2 separate regions of the Cyprinus carpio genome follow, and region 1 is linked to region 2. The links are chromatin contacts, called in public Hi-C maps. All regions are on one chromosome and are shown on one strand. The core of a region is the stretch at or near the end of the contact, and the rest is flanking DNA. Distances in the headings are between cores, read along the strand shown. Region 1 overlaps ankrd11 (ankyrin repeat domain-containing protein 11). Region 2 holds the start of spg7 (paraplegin).

What was found. Hi-C and Micro-C count contacts between places; a contact is called where the count stands out from the background.
Region 1: a Hi-C map of skeletal muscle shows a contact between it and region 2, with 4 times the contacts expected there. The contact joins the enhancer-like site here to the promoter of spg7 in region 2. A contact is called at or near these places in 8 of 8 Hi-C or Micro-C datasets (liver, red blood cells and skeletal muscle).

What each region holds. Positions count from the first base shown.
Region 1 is chrB7:36,848,172-36,850,882 of ASM1834038v1, forward strand. It overlaps ankrd11 (ankyrin repeat domain-containing protein 11), which reads left to right. Exons shown (of 13, transcript XM_042728495.1): 5 at 1,440-1,613. Among protein-coding and RNA genes, the nearest start is that of slc22a31, 19 kb to the right of the region's middle. Within about 2 kb of position 1,355, at least 1 of the 8 cell types and tissues checked has an H3K27ac peak or open chromatin away from gene starts, as enhancers often do. A contact at or near this core is called in skeletal muscle, where this site is marked.
Region 2 is chrB7:36,727,896-36,730,728 of ASM1834038v1, forward strand. spg7 (paraplegin) reads right to left here and starts at 1,556. Exons shown (of 18, transcript XM_042728494.1): 1 at 1,386-1,556; 2 at 930-1,265; 3 at 542-641; 4 at 315-398. The coding sequence starts at 1,103. ankrd11 (ankyrin repeat domain-containing protein 11) reads left to right here and starts at 2,204. Exons shown (of 13, transcript XM_042728495.1): 1 at 2,204-2,833.

The DNA of each region.
Region 1 (2,711 bases), core at 105-2,604, 120 kb after region 2:
GGTGGTTTTCGGCAATGATACAAGTCAGTTAAACCTGTAAGAAACATTCAATTTAAGTGTTTTATGTTGGTGATTTGTGCTCCTAGTATATCTGCTTTTGTGCACATGGTCTGTTTAGGGCCCTATGAAATCAGTTTAATTTTGTCCCAAATTCCTAGTATATCTGCTTTTTTAAATACTAATGGTTTGGAGTGTCCCAAATTCCGTTTTTTTTTTTTTCCTGGATTCTATTTTTTGTCCATTTAACATTTTCTGACTCCTTTTAAATGGTTCAATTTTATTTTATTAATCAAAAATAATTTCTCATTAATTAAAATCATGAAACTTAAACAATTTCACAATCCATTTTTTTTTTTTTTTTTCTCAATCAGTATTTTACAAAAAAATAATGTTTTTGGTTGTGCAAGGTTGCCGTGAACACCTTCCTACAGTTCTGTGTGTATATGATATGATGCTAGTTTTTACTCAAATGAAATGGTAAAATGCTCAGGAAGTGACTTTCAGAGCAGTTCTATTAGTGCAGTTATTTGTTTTTTTGGTTTGTTTGTATTTTTTAATCATGTGTAGTCCGTTTGTGTTTTTGATTGTTGAGTGGTTGGGTACATTAAACGTAAGTGTTTACAGGTGTTAGCAAAAATTCATCAGCCCAAAACCGTAAAGAATAATTCCTGGAAAGATCTTTGTTGCTGGAAGCATTTGTGTCTGGCGTCCTCTCCCTATAAATTATGCTTGTGGCCTTAAGCAAATCACTATGTTGGGAACAACAAGCTGGCTTGTAGATCTTCCATAGATTAGACAAGAGCAGAAATCTAGATGACAGGATTGTTGTACCTCGTTGGATTTTTATTGGTGTTAATGGCACAGGAATGCCTGTGTGACATTTGGGTATGTTTGTGCAGTTTGAGGCTTGGGGATGTCGCAGTGGAAACTGGCAAACACAAAGATGGCTCTCCCGCTGTAAGTCGATAGTTCGGGTGAGACGGCTGTAAAGAACCGGACGGCCGCATTGTAAGGCAGATATGTTGACACTGACATACTGAGAATAATTGATGGGTGTTTCTGTGAAGAACAGCTGCTTTTGTTCAAACGCAGCGTTGACCTTGCCTCAGCCACATTGAAATGTGAACACCGGCCATTTTGTAATCGGTGACAGGCTGCCAAGTCATAGCCTTAAAGAAACACACACACACACACACACACACACACATGCTAGAATGGCATCGGAGGACCCCTCCCTCCCCATGAGGCTTTTGGGTAATCTCACACCATGGCTGCTGCCACCAGCAGACTTTCACATGGGCCAAGCGGCTGGGAATTTACCCAAGGCTTCACTTGACCTTTGGGCTTCTAAGGATGGCATGTTCGAGGATATTGTGTCTTTTCACAAGTGTGTATAACGCTGGTTTGTGGGTTAATATGCCCCTTTTTCTCCTCAACAGAAAAACAAGGTCCAGAGCGGAAGCGAATTAAAAAAGAGCCCACTAACACCAGGAAGTCAGGCCTGCCATTTGGGATGGGCATGCCAGGGATCCGGGCTGGGTACCCCCTCTCAGAGCGGCAGCAGGTGGCTCTTCTCATGCAGATGACGGCGGAGGAGTCCGTAAACAGTCCAGGTGCGTGTTTGTCATGGGCGCCACGTCTCGGGGGCTGTGAGCGGGCCCAATGGCTTCAGTAGCTTCCACTGTCCCTGCTGCACTTTCACGCTATTCTTCATTTAAACACACACCACAGCACTTAATTAGAATTCAATTAAACAAGATAACCCTCATCAATTTCCATTACTTCAGTGGAATGAACCTCTGCAATCTTAATCCACTGTTGTTCATCAGCCCTCCAGGACTGTTGATAGAGCAACAAGGGACTTGGTTGTACTGTCTCGATATGAATTGTTCAGATTTGATTGAATTGGCTAGGGTGGTTATGCATTCTAATGTTGGAGCTTGAGAAAAATAAAACCCTGGATTGATTGCGTTGCATTTATTTCAAACGTCTGTTGTCAGTTTGTTTTCTAAGATAGACTAATGGTATTCCATAAAGTTTAAGTATGCATGTCTATTAGATTACAAAACTTTAGCTCTTCCTCTTCAAATAGTTCACCAGATTTATTTTTCCAAAACAAAAGCCTACAGGAAATACCCCTAACCCCACCCCTGCAGAGCACTTTTGCATGCCAGCTATTGTTGTGCATACTCTTTATGTTGTTCTGAATGTAAGTGTCTGAAAATAGAAACTTAGTGTAGCTATATGTAGTAGCTCTGTCTTCCCTGGGGTCATTAATAAATTACCTTGTTTACAAACTGAATAGTTCCTCAGTGTGCTTTAATTTTGTTATTGACAATATCATCCAAATCTGAGATGTGAAATTCTGTTGAAATTGCATACTTTAGTCAAAAGGTGTAACGCAGGCAGGAGGTGTCATTTGGCATGTTTGTTGTACAAGACTGCCACCTTGAGGTCAGAGCAAACAAAAGCCAGTCAGTTGCTCAAATCAGTGGAACTTAACTTTTTTGACTCCAAGACCCTCTTGTGTTGAAGACAGTGTTTGAAGCCCCTACTCTGTGTAGGTTAATGTTTCCTCTTATATTTCAGTCGATGATTACAAAGCTAGGAACTCAAGAACTGGGTGTTTTTTTTTTTTTGGAACAATACCCTTTTTCAACAAGTTGACTTGTTTTTTTAGTTTTTCTTGATTACTGGATAAAGATTTTTAG
Region 2 (2,833 bases), core at 306-2,805:
CAAAAATCATGAGGAAACTAAAGTAGTGACAGACGTTTTGCGCCGTATTGTGAGGCACATTCCAGTGTAACAAATTATTGAAAAAGAAAAAAAACGTCTTTACAACTTGGTTCTACCTATCAGTTGTTGATTGGATTTAGAGATTTACAGACGCAGATGGAAACAAGCTTGTCAGAGTGGGTTTAAGCAGGCTAAATGATCGGAGAAGTCCTGCATATGATTTTCTAAATTAAAAATATACAGACAAACCATTCACAATAAGATGCATTTAGAAAGCAGTTTGTAAACTATGGTTTCAAACATTCAGAAAATACCTTCATCCTCCTCTGGGGTCTTCCCTTTTTCACCTTCTTTCTTTTCATGTCTTCGGTTGGATGTGCTGAAATAGTGAGTAGTGCCTGACAGATGTGGAAACATATTTGCATTATGCCATGCAACATAATTCAGAAAAAGCATTAAGATTCAAAAATCAAAAGTTCTGCATCACAACTCTGTCCAGCCAAAACAAAAAACTTAATTACTTACTAAATTTCAAACTTACCTAATAGTTTCCAAAGTTTCACAGGATTTGTGACCAATTTGTGGCGACAGTGGAACTCAAGTCCAATAAGCCTCGGGATTAAAGGCCTTGTCAAAATGTTCTGTGAAACAATGGCAACCTGGTCAATCACAGTCATGCTCATGCATAATCATAGAGATTTTAGCTATTATGATGATTCATCTGCTCTGTTTTCTCAAGAAAAAAAATAACAAATTATACCAAAAAATATACCAAAAGACTAAATAAATATATCAAAGATAATGGACTAATTTATTGCACATTATGTGCAAGCTGCCCCACATATACTTAACATTACTGTTCATAGGATAGCATAAATTCGTAGCATACATAGTTTACATAATGCTTGGTCGACGTTTGAATAACCCACCTGAACATGTCCTGATTTTAGACCTCGTTTGTTAGGAGTCACTAAAGGCAAGTATGAAGTCACACTGCTCTCCAGGAGTTTTTTGTAGGTTTGAAAACAGCTGAAACGAGAATATAGCGACCAAACCCGTTTGTCGCAACATTTGCTTCCACGCTGCAAAAGTAGCGCTGCCATGCTTAATGCTGGTTTATCGCGTCGCTTGGATCATAAACATACTAAACCAAAACAAATGGCAGTCTTTAATGTGACCTCCCTAAGAGGTGCTATCATGCATCTGTCATTGTGATCCTGCAGGTCTTATCCAACACAGCCAAATATAGCTGCTGAGCGCGTCTCCTGTTCGAATATATCACACATATACAGAACAAATACAATGCTTTAATACAAAACGGTCTTCAATTATACAATTACAAAGCTGTACTGACTACTAAAGCCGTGAACTTTAATGACGTTTACCGTGCGGGCTTGAAAAACATGTCTGTTCAACTTTCACCTTCGGAATCAGCCAATCAAAACGGAAACAGCTCGAGCACCGGCTGACGGGAAATGTAGTTCTCCTTGCATGTTTACGAAACCAAAAAACTACAAACAGTTCTAGTTGCGCATGCGCAAAGACAGCGACTGTAATCTGATATTTAAAATTTAGTTATAGTGGAAAAATAAATATAATATAGTTATAGCGCAGAAATATAGGCAAGATAAATCATTAGTATTTAGTTTTATTGGAATAATATATATATATAGTCATGTTTATTGTTTTTTAGGATTTGTATGTTTTAAAATTAGTTATTATTTAGATATATATATAGTTACGGTCTCATAGGCAAGATAAATCATTAGTCATTATTAAGATATATATATAGTCATGTTGATAGTCATGTCGCACTAGTCAGCTTTTTTTTTATGTTAGGATACGAAGTGAGGGCAGAACACCTGAGTGTAATAAGATGGTCGAGAATAGAGGATATATCTCAGACAGCTAGTTTAAGATATTTTCAATAGAGGGAGCCATTGCGTTATTCTGATCGCAAGAAATCGGTGTCAGTCCTGAGGCTTGTGACGTCAAATTCTGATCGCAAGAAATCGGTGTCAGTCCTGAGGCTTGTGACGTCAAATCGAAATTAAAACAAAAACAAACCCATCTACTATACATTTACCAGACAACAGTCAAAGAAAGCAAATCGTGCTGTGGCTGATGATATCGCAATCCGTCACCGACAAACAGTTTATACTATTTATAAAGTATGCTGTAGATAGAAATAAACTGGTGTTTCAGATCAGTCTCAATTAAAACGGGATAAGGAAAAACAATTCCGGTAGAACTGTTCACTCGTTACTTAAAAAAAAGCAAACAACTTTACTACACAAGTTATACCCAAGCAGGCTCTCCATTTTCCTCTCACTCAAATGGAGCTCGCAAAAACATGCCACTGTCTCCGCCATTACGGCTCGAGGTCGCCAAAGAAAACCGGAAGCGTCCCTGGCAAGAACCACAATGGCGCCAGTTTCGCCGTTGCAACGGGGAACAAACAGTGACCGCCCATACGCGTCAGCCTATCACAGTCCGCGTATCAACGCCTCGCGTCCGCTCTTCGTCAGCGCGAGTCAAAGGCCGATCGAGACTGTTCGGAAGGAGTCGGACGGAGAGGATTAACTTAAAGCGGAATTTTATTTTACACCTGAAATCAAGCCAAATCAGCAAACTTAACGTCACTGAGACCCGTGGACTTTTAAAGGGGCGGATGGAGAGTTTATAATCCCTTCTCTTACCAGTTTATCGGAGCCCTGAGAGATTTTAATCATCGCATTTTTGGAGGAGGTTATCAGTGATTAGCTTAGCACGCTGGCGCGAGCGCGGACTGCGATGAGCGTCGCGCGCCTCGGATGTTCCCGCATCGGAGCTC